Regions from separate parts of the Muntiacus reevesi genome. Here region 1 is linked to region 2. Evidence: chromatin contacts called from public Hi-C data. All regions are on one chromosome and are shown on one strand. The core of a region is the stretch at or near the end of the contact, and the rest is flanking DNA. Distances in the headings are between cores, read along the strand shown. Region 1 holds the start of ELK4 (ETS transcription factor ELK4). Region 2 holds the start of RBBP5 (RB binding protein 5, histone lysine methyltransferase complex subunit).

Region 1 (5,057 bases), core at 1,750-4,249, 470 kb after region 2:
AGTTGGGGGGAGGGGTCCCCTGTCATTTCTCTTAATTTATCAGAGAGGCTTTTCTTCTAATGATGACTGTCATGGTAAGTTACTTTTAAACTATGTATGTTCCCCACTTAAACAATTATTTGTTAGTCTAAATCTGTTACAACTATTTCCTAGTAAATTTCAGCTTAACCAAAGAACTCAAGTCTTTACATTTCCAGACACCATCTTCATGTCAAGAATGCTTACAGCAGTGTGAGTATGTGTGAGAGAGATGATGATGGTGATGTTGAAGCTAGAAGGAGGGGAAGAGGAGGGAAAGGAGGACAGACAAGTAGAGAACTGGAATATCAAAACTGTTACAAATTTGGTGCCTATAATTTCATTTACTTTTGGAAAAATTCCCCAAACCAAATCCTAGAGTTTTATGCCTATCTTGCAGATAATGCTTGTTTATAATGCAGGTTTATAATGGCTAAGCAATACATACAAAACAACAGAAATAACCATGAATTTATTTCCACAACAAGCACACAAGAGTCATCCTGAGCAAATAGGAAGTGTTCCCAAGGTGGTGTGGGTTTAATTTCTACCTCTCCCTCAGTTATTAGGGGAGAGTATGGACTGAACTTTGAGTAAGTTCTGGGAGTTGGTGATGGACAGGGAAGCCTGGCGTTCTGCAGTCCATGGGGTTGCAAAGAGTCAGACACAACTGAGCGACTGAACTGAACTGAACTGTGGACTGAGCCAAATCCTGCTGGAGCTGTTGGATACTGGACGGCAGAACCTAACTGTGTGGAAAACGCTGAAGCTTCTGTAGTACTTTACAGTGTGTCTAGGATAGAGAATTATTGTGAAAGAAAATGGGCACTTGTGGTTTTGGACTGAAGTACTGGAAAATTTTTTTTTTCTATTGGGAAAAACTAACAAAGATGTAAAATGGACATCTTCAGCAGGTACTTTAAAGGAATATTTTACTCACTCAACTTTGATATGTTTATTCTTTGATTGAAAAGGTGGTGAACCACAGAACACATAAGTTGAACCTCTTCATTTGAGTTCCTATAAGTGTGCCATTGATATGAAATTCAACGATTTCTTCAGCCGTAAAAGAGAATTAAAGCAAAAAAAGGTCAGAAGTTATTTAAAATTACAAAGGTGAAATAAAGAGACAAAAATATTTAATACTTTTATTCTTATTCTTATCAAAAGAAACCCAAATCCTTTTTCTTGAAAACCTTTTCATGAAAACCTCAATGTTTCCACAACTAGTTTTTCCCCAAAATTTCAGTTTTAAAGAGTTTTTTAGAAGTAGTATAATGAGGGAGAGACATACTTAACATTCCAAATGAAGGAATCTGATTTTTGAGGGGTTAAATATGGAAAACATAATTGATTCTAACACTTAAAATGGAGAAGGAAATGGCAACCCACTCCAGTGTTCTTGCTTGGAGAATTCCATGGGCAGAGGAGCTTGGTGGGCCACAGTCCATGGGGTCGCAAAAGTCTGACAGGACTGAGCGACTAACACTAACTAACTCGCACTTAAAAGACAGTAGATTAATCCCTGTGCGAAAAGGAAAGAAGGAGCATATTGGAAGTAACTCATTAGAGAAAGGAAGTCTCTACTAAATGGAACCTTTCCCACCCTAAACATGTTTATCATACACACAGCCCAGTTGCTGTGGTGACCCATGGCCCAACTATTTTTCAGAAACAGTAGTTAAGACCCAAAAAATAAATGTCTCCAAATTCAGAGTGCTGCTTAAGTAAAACAGATACAAATTATAAAATGTATTAAGGCGAATTTTGAGTTAAAAATCTTTATAGCTGTCAAAAAGTAACCTGCTGTATCTAACTATACAGTATTGTATACAACAGAATACTGTAAGTGTACTATTACAATAAAACTTTAAAACAACATTTCCCTAAATGGATTGCACTTAGGCAGTTTTAACGTTTAAATAAAATCAAAGAGAGGAGAGTTACTGAGGGGGAAATTGAATCACAATACATTTTAAAGAAAATATCACAGTCTTTGTTTTTTTTCACTGACAGTCTTAAATACTGAAGCACCAAGTTTTCCACGCAGTGGGACGGTGAGTGGAAGATGGCAAAAGGAGAGGAAGAAGGATCTTATTCACCAACCAGAGATGGGTGAACCGTTCCGATGAGGGATTAAACTCCGAAGTCTTCTTTAAATGCCCTAAACTTTAAATAGCAATAGCCTGGGGCGGGGGTGGGGAGCCAACTGTGTATCCCTTGACTACCTCGGTCAACAAGGTCCCTTATTGCCTGCCCAGGTCAGTTAACATTCAGCCCCCGAAAGATGTTTCCAACTGGTCTTCTCAGGAAAGAAGCCTCACGGCAGCTGTGTACTAACCGGAAAGTAACGAGGGGAGAGGGTTGGCTGGAGAGAAGTAGAAAAAGAACTGAAAGTCGACGCCGGATGGGTTTTGAGCGTGGGGACAGGAAGAAACGCGGAAGACCGCGTGCCCCGGGGGAGATCAAAGTCCGGGCCCGGGTGAGCACCGACTCGCTGCGCTTTCACTTTCCAACTTCCTGTCACCACAGAAAGCCAGAGACGCTCCCCTCGGGCCCTCCCCTCCGCCACCCCGGCGAAAAAAGAAAAGAATAAAAAAACACCGCCACCCTTGGTCCCAGGGGCCTCGCGGGACCAAATAAGGGGCGAAGGGAGAGAGACGGGTATGTCCCGCGCCCACCGGCCCGCTTGCGGGCCGGGCTGACTGAGCCGGCAGACCGGGCCGGGCCCCCCGGGAGCGCGCCACGGCCCCGCGCCCGCTTCCTGAGGTGCAGCCAGCCCCCCGCCCCGGCGCCCCACCGGCGGGGGCGGCGGCCGCGGGACCCGGACGCGGACGCTCACCGAGGCCGCGCGCGGGGCTCCCTCCGGGTCTCCGCCTCCAACAAGACGCTCCTCTCCTCACGCTGGGAACTCGAGGACGGCGCGGCAGCCGCTGCGACCCTCGCGGCGGAGCCGGAGAAGGCGCCAGCGGCCGAGCCGAGCCCGCCGGGTGCCCGCAGCCGCCCGCATCTCCCGCCGCCGCCGCCGCCGCGGCTCGTCGCGCCCCGCCCTCCCCGCCCCCGCACGCGGCGGCGGCGCGGGTCGTCAGGGCCGCTACCCGCCGGGCGCGCGCGCTCTGGGCGTTCCTCGCCGCGGCTGAGCTTGCCAGTCGCTCCGCGGCCGCCGCCTCTCTCGAGCCCCCTGGGCTGCGTCGGGGCCCCTCCCGGACTCCGCAGCCGCCGCAGCCGCCGCGCGTCACTTCCGGGGGCGGGAAGGGCCGGGCTGACCGCTGAGGGGCGCTGCGACGGCCGCAGCCGACTGCGTCCGTGGGGTGCCGGGTCAAGAGTGCGGGCGTGAGGGAAGCCGCCCCCTGGGCTTCCCCGCGTTGCTTTCTCCGCCGGACCGCTAGCGGTTTCTGCTCCGTGAGGCGCGCGGTCCGAGCCCGCACGTCAGAGCTGTCGCTTGGGTCAGGACTTCGGAGGGCCTCGGTGTCTGCCCCGCCCGAGGGAAGGGGTGGCGCTCACCGAGTGGCTTCCAGGTGGCCGCGTGTGTCGTCGCGAATCTTGAGTGTGAGAGCTTTCTCCCTCCAGGCCGCCCGTCCTGCCTTCTTGGAAGGGTGGACAGAGAGGTCGGAACCGCCACAGCTGTCCCGTGGAAATGCCAGGCCCTAGGGCGCTGTGAACAGCTGATACACGTTCAGTCAGCCTTGTGGCTCTCTAGCCCCAGGGCTGACAAAGGGAAACCCTGGTCAAGTGGGGAAAGCTCCTTCTGGAGTTGGAGTCAGAGATTTGGAATCCAGCCGTGGCTCTGCCTCTCACGAGCTCGCCAGTCTTCAAGCACTTTCTTTACCTCCCCAAACAATTTCATCGTATGTAAAATGGAAACGAACCCAAGTATAATCACCTTGCGGAGTGTCTAGCCCATAGGTGCTCATTAAATACAATTCTTAAGGAACTACTTGAACAGTATAGAGGCAGAAGGTATATAGAGACTGCTGAACAAAATCTCCAAGAAATATACTGTGTATCCCACTTAACAGGAAACCAACAACAGTCCAGTGTCCAATTTCTAGCTTTGAGTCTCTTCACCTCTCTGAACTTCAGTCCCCTTGTATAAAATGAAGATCATGTGCAGCACTGCTGAGAAGATAAAATGTGAATAAATGATGATGCCATTTTTTAAAAATGCATTTATTGGGCTGTGCCAGGTCTTAGCACACAGAATCTTTAGTTGCAGCCTGTGGGATCTAGTTCCCTGACCAGGATGCATCCTGGCCCCCTGCATTGGGAGTACAGAGTTTCAGCCCGTGGACCACCATGAAAGTCCTGATGTCATTATTTTTGCATCCTTATCTCCACAGTTGATTTCTCTGTGGCGGCACAGAGAAGCTTGCAGGATCTTAACTCCACAACCAAGGATTGAACACTGGCCACGGCAGTGAAAGCAGGAGTCCTAACCACAGGACTGCCAGGGAGTTCCTCATGGTAAAATTAATTGAACTCAGTGAAATTTGATCCTTTCAGGGAACTCTAATACTCTGGAATGACCTACATGGGAGAAGATTAAAAAACAGTGGTGAAGTGAAAGTTGCTGAGTCTTGTCTGACTCTTTGTGACCCCATGGACTTACACAGTACATGGAATTCTCCAGACCAAAATACTGGAGTGGGTAACCATTCCCTTCTCCAAGGGATCTTCCCAACCCACAGGATCAAACCAGGGTCTCCTGCATTGTGGGCAGATTCTTTACCAACTGAACTATCAGGGAAACCCTTAAAAAGAGTGGATATGTGTGTAACTGATCTACTTCGCTGTACAGTACAAACTAACAACATTGTATATCAAGTATACTCCAATAAAAATTAATTTTAAAAAGCTATCAGAAAATATGAATAGTTTTATGAAGATAAGTATGGAAACTTAGTTGAAGAAAAAGTTACTAGAAAAATTATAAAATGGATTTAAAAAGAAGGAAGAAAGAAATGTGATCCTACTATCCCTTTGAAGCCTTTTGGAAGAGAATCATCACTTACTTTGATTTCCAACCTCCTCCACCATAA
Region 2 (5,063 bases), core at 1,416-3,915:
CAGCAGAGCCCAATAAATAAATAAAAATTTTTTAAAAGAGAAAGTGGTTGCAGAGGTAAAGTATGTGAGAGTCCACACTGAGAACACATTATCACCCTCTCCTTACGGCCAGACACGCTTTAGTGTGCCCCCACAGTCACGTCACTTCTGTCCCTGTCTCTTCTTCAATAATCAACCTTCTCACCGGGAAAATTCACTCACTGCCATAGAAGATTATAGCCTTTGAATCCAGTCAGTCTTTTAAGTTGTCTAACCTTCCAATGCTAATGTTCCTTCCTAAGTTTTACCTGCATGAAAATTCTGTACCATACAAGAAAACTCCATCCTATGACTCTGCTCTCTCTCAAGCTATGAGCCTATTACTTCTCCTCTATCCCCAAGTTTTTTAAAACAAGAATCAACTCTGCCTCCATTCCATCTCCCACATCTCCCTAAACTGTAATTAGCTTCTGTTCAAGTTACTAAGGAGTCCCAAGTTGCCCAAAAAGTGAGTAGCCCTTTCTCAGTTCTGAGCCTCAACTGCTCTACAATTGCTTCTGTGGAAGAGGGCACACTAACCTGTATGCTCTTTCACCTCTAATGAATACATTTATGAAAAGCACTTGAAATCAGGCCTAGCTCACAGTAAGCAGCATGTAACCGTTAGCTGGTATGTTATCACTCATTTCTCCTCTTACCCTTGAGAGAGCGATTACTATCCAAGATTCCATCCTCAGAGGTTTCCTTTTCTTCGCCTCCCACTTTCTCCCTGGGTCTTATCATCTACCCACAAGGTTTTGATTAGCTTACCTGTAGGAGTATTATAAATCTCTCATAAATACAAACCTCTCTCCTAAATCCCAGGTCAACACTTGACATACCCAGTGTTAATTGTCTTTTTCAGATGTTCTTTAAATGTTTATGAATAGCACCACGATCGAGTCCCATCATTTTTCACTCCCCTCTCTTCCTCACCACCAGCACCACCACCAGCACCACGATAAGCAATCAATTTTCAAACTGTCAACTCTACATTCTCTATGTCTTTTCTTCCCATTTTCTAGTTCAGATCTTCTGTATCCCTCATCTACCCTAGCCCTCCAAGCTGGTTTCACAACTTCCAAGACCCCACCCCACACTGTTGTCAGATAAACCTTTCTTTAAAAAAATCATAGCTCTGACTGAGTTACCTAACAGGTCAAAACCTTTTAACGCATCTGCTCTACTTTCCTTAAAAAGCAACACTTCTCAGCTGGGCATTCAAGAGCCCCCACAGACCAGACAGCAACAACCCTCTCTCTTCACCTTCTCACGTTATTCACAGTATCCACAACCTGGCAAAGCAGGAAAGTATCTTTAGGATTCATTTCGCTAACACCTTAGCGCAAACATATTCCTAAGAAGCATTCCTCCCAATATTTTCAACATTTTGCCAGTCTTAGATATCCACTCAAAACTGCAAATCCTCCACAGGTTTTGTTTTTCTTTCTGGATTACCTTTCTTGCTCTGCCCCAAAGAGATTCACTCCCTCTTTTAGATGTTCTTAGCCCTTTGCTGTTATTGTTTAGTGACCAGTCGTGTCTGACTCTTTCGTAATCCCATGGATTGGCATTTCCCAGGCAAGAATACTGAAGTGAGTTGCCATTTCCTTCTCCAGGGGATCTCCCCTACCCAGGGATCGAACCTGAGTTTTCTGCATTGCAGGCGGATTCTCTCTCTACCGCTCAGCCACCAGGGAAGCCCTTAAAAGCAAAAACCACTCCTTAAAAAGCCTTATAGTCCTTAGGAGCGTCAGCATACCTTCTGAATTTAATTTTTTTAAAAACAGAAACAAACATATTAAGTCACTTAGAAGTTCTTGAAAACCTGACATCCTTAGGCTATGATGCTAAACGTTACCTGATGAAAACCCAGAAAGACATACAGTTTATAAAGAGATTGGGTAAAGGGTGGGGAAGAAATGAATCAGAGTGTGTGACAAGAGAAAACGGCCTTCCAGCTCACTGTTCAGTGTTTGACACAGCGTCCCTGTTAAGTAACATAAAGTCAAGGTAACTGGATTCCAGCGCCAACTGTCCCATTTACTTGCTTAGTGCCTTCAGGTCAGCAGCCTCTGAGTTTTTCATTTACTCAATGAGGCACTACTACTACAAAACACACAAGTTCCCCTCCTTAGGCACCCATGTTTCACCAAACCCTGACAAGTGCTCAGAGCCTCACCTCACTTCCTAGGTTCCCGCCCCAGCGTAACTCTGGTCCTGCTCTGGGCTCCTGCAGCACCTGGGATCCCTGTATTCGAAAGTAACTCGCAAACTACCTGTCCCTGTCGTTCCACAACTGAACTGCAAAGCACGCCCGAAGAGAGCGACAAATTCCGCTCTGGCAGAAGCCCGGCTTCCCGCCCCAGTCGCCGCTCCAGACCGAGGCGCCCACAGATCCGTCTAGAGCCGGGTCCCTGAGGCTGCAGGCGCGTCCCCTCCGCCTGGGCCCCTCCTTTCCAAGACTGAAGCTTCCCCCGGACGCAGCCACAGCCCTCCTCACCCAGCAACTCGAGGTTCATGCCTGAGGACTCCGGCCGCCCGGCCTCGGCTCAGCGACGACACCCGCGCCCGCGCCCGCCCGCGAAGCCCGCGTCCGAGTGGGGGGCGCCGCAGAGCGCCGGCGCAGGCCCCGGAGACTCCCTGCCTCAGAGGACCCCACGGCTTCCGCCGCCTGCCCTCGCTTCCGCCTTCGTTTCCGGCGGGCTGTCCACAAATATGCCTAACCAAAAAGAAGACGGACCACCCTCGGAACCACTTGACTGTGGTATTTTTTTAAGGAACGAAAATGCTGTCGTCACTCGGTTTTTCCCACGTGCCAGAGTTTGGGGCTGTCCCCGCGAGGCGCGAGGTAAATGAGTTAGATGGTTCAGGCACAGACTTAGACGACTCACCCACCCTTGCTGTGTGCTCCGCCCGCCGCCCCGGCGGGGTGCCTCGGCCGCGACTGAAAGGTTCCGGCTGGGTGCCGCTGAAGTAAAGGGGCCCGCGGGACTGGTCGGTTCCAAAGCTTGCGGTGGGTCTCACGGCGATCAGGGCGGTACTTAGCCCGTGCGCACGCTGCTTGTCGGGTACCTGTCTTAGTCCGGGAAAGTTATTTCACGTTTGTAAAGGTATGTGTCGATCCCACGGAAACGTCCAGTGGCGTTTATCCAAGGATCTACCCTATACCCAGCGTTCGCCAGGACGCCGAAAGTAAATGGGAATGAGAGGTGACTGCGTTCCCTGGAGCTCAACCAGGCGGGGCTGTGATGAGATGCCCGAAGCAACGACAGAACGGTTGATGTAATTAGCGAATGGGCAAATTCTATATAAACGAGCTTTGACTATGGGTGCTGTGGGCAATCATTAAAAAAAAAAAGCAAAGATGGGCATAAGTGGCTGCAAGGAAAAAAAAAAAGGACTGAAGCTAGATCCTCTTATCTAAATTTAAAACGAGTCATCCCAGCTTCACTCTTAGTACTAACTTACCCTTTGGGCAGTATTTTGTCCTCTGTGCCTCAGTCTTGTTATATGTAAAATGGGGGTGGTGCTTACAGGGTTATTGTGAAGATTAAGTGAGTTAACACATATAAAATACTTAGAACAGCAAATGCCTACTAAATGTTAACTATTACTACTTTCCCCTAAATTATTTCACTTCCTTGAGACTGTTAAGGTAACAGGTGGCTCCATTTCACCAAGTGCAGTAATTGAGGCCCAGAGAAACTAGGCATGTTAAAGAAAAAACCATGGGCCCAAAACGGCATCACTTGTACTAAAGCCGCAGATAACTGAATCTAGATCTAATACCTGACCTAAGTGCTCTCTCAGCCTTCCCCAGAAACGTAGTCTTTATCGGCTCATCTGAAGTTTTCTGGTCCACACCAACCAGGTAATTCTCTCCTGGGCCCTCTCCACTCCAGCCTCCACCCCAAACTCCCCATGAAGGAGCAATCTGCATGATAAAACCCCTGCCATTTCCTTCCTCCCTGAAAGAAGGTTTCTTGGCCTAAAAATTATCCTTTCTTTTCTTCTGCTAATAGCTCCCTTTCCCCACCCTTCTTCCTATAAGAAGCTTCTGAAATGGCAATCTACTCCAGTACTCTTGTCTGGAAAATCCCATGGGTGGAGGAGCCTGATGGGCTACAGTCCATGGGGTTGCAAAGAGTAGGACACAACTGAGCAACTTCACTTTCTTTGTTTTGTACATTCTCCCGGAGTGCCCTTCTGTTTACTAGATGGCATGTTACCCATCTAGTTTAATAATGCCAGTTAGATCTTCAAATTTAGTGGGTTGGATTTTGGTTTTTAACAGGCAAATTGCATTCCTTCACATATCCAAAGCATTGCCAAAATGTCATCTAAAATAAAATATTTTACTATTAACAATGATTGTAGGAGTATTTCCTCACACCCTTGTAATCATTCATTATTAATCTGTCCTCTGAAACTCTGTCAGTTGGGGATAGGTGAAAAAATGTCATGGTTACATTTATTTCTTAATGAGGATGGTCATCAGTTTTTCACATGTACAAATGTGTGTTTTCCTCTTCTGTGAGGTGATCTGTGCATATCCTTCACCTATTTTTTGGATGGAGTATTCATCTTGTAGGATTTTTAGGCAAGGAATAATCTGATCAGATTGATGTTTAAGAAAGAAAATAAGGACAGTGTGGAGTAGGGATTGATTAGAGGGGTGGAGAGTAGTCAGGAGATTACTGTAATAATTTTGTAGAAATGAGGAAGACTTACTTAACTCAGAGTCACAGTGGAGGAAAGAGAAGGCAATGCGTTCAGGAGAGAGGTACCAGACAGAACTGACCAAAGGGGGAGGACATGCTGCACATGGAGAGTAACAGGAGGTCAGTAGGTTGGTGTTGCTGTAGGAGGTAGATGGGCTCCAGGTTAGGCATGTACAGCTGGCCTCCTGTTTACATTTCATGGGGCATGAAGAAGTGGGCTCCAGGCTGGGTACTTAAAACTGTTAGCATTTCTTGAGCTGAGAGATAGGTGGGCTCCAGCTAAGGCAGCCTTCTGTTTGCCCTCCGAAATGGAAGTGACAA

Evidence for each region. A called contact is a pair of places that touch in the nucleus more often than the background predicts.
Region 1: a Hi-C map of muscle shows a contact between it and region 2, with 6 times the contacts expected there. The contact joins the promoter of ELK4 here to the promoter of RBBP5 in region 2. A contact is called at or near these places in 2 of 3 Hi-C or Micro-C datasets (blood and muscle).

What each region holds. Positions count from the first base shown.
Region 1 is chr5:52,347,309-52,352,365 of mMunRee1.1, forward strand. It overlaps ELK4 (ETS transcription factor ELK4), which reads right to left and starts at 3,000. Exons shown (of 5, transcript XM_065938248.1): 1 at 2,861-3,000.
Region 2 is chr5:51,877,373-51,882,435 of mMunRee1.1, forward strand. RBBP5 (RB binding protein 5, histone lysine methyltransferase complex subunit) reads right to left here and starts at 2,666. Exons shown (of 14, transcript XM_065938234.1): 1 at 2,522-2,666. The coding sequence starts at 2,540.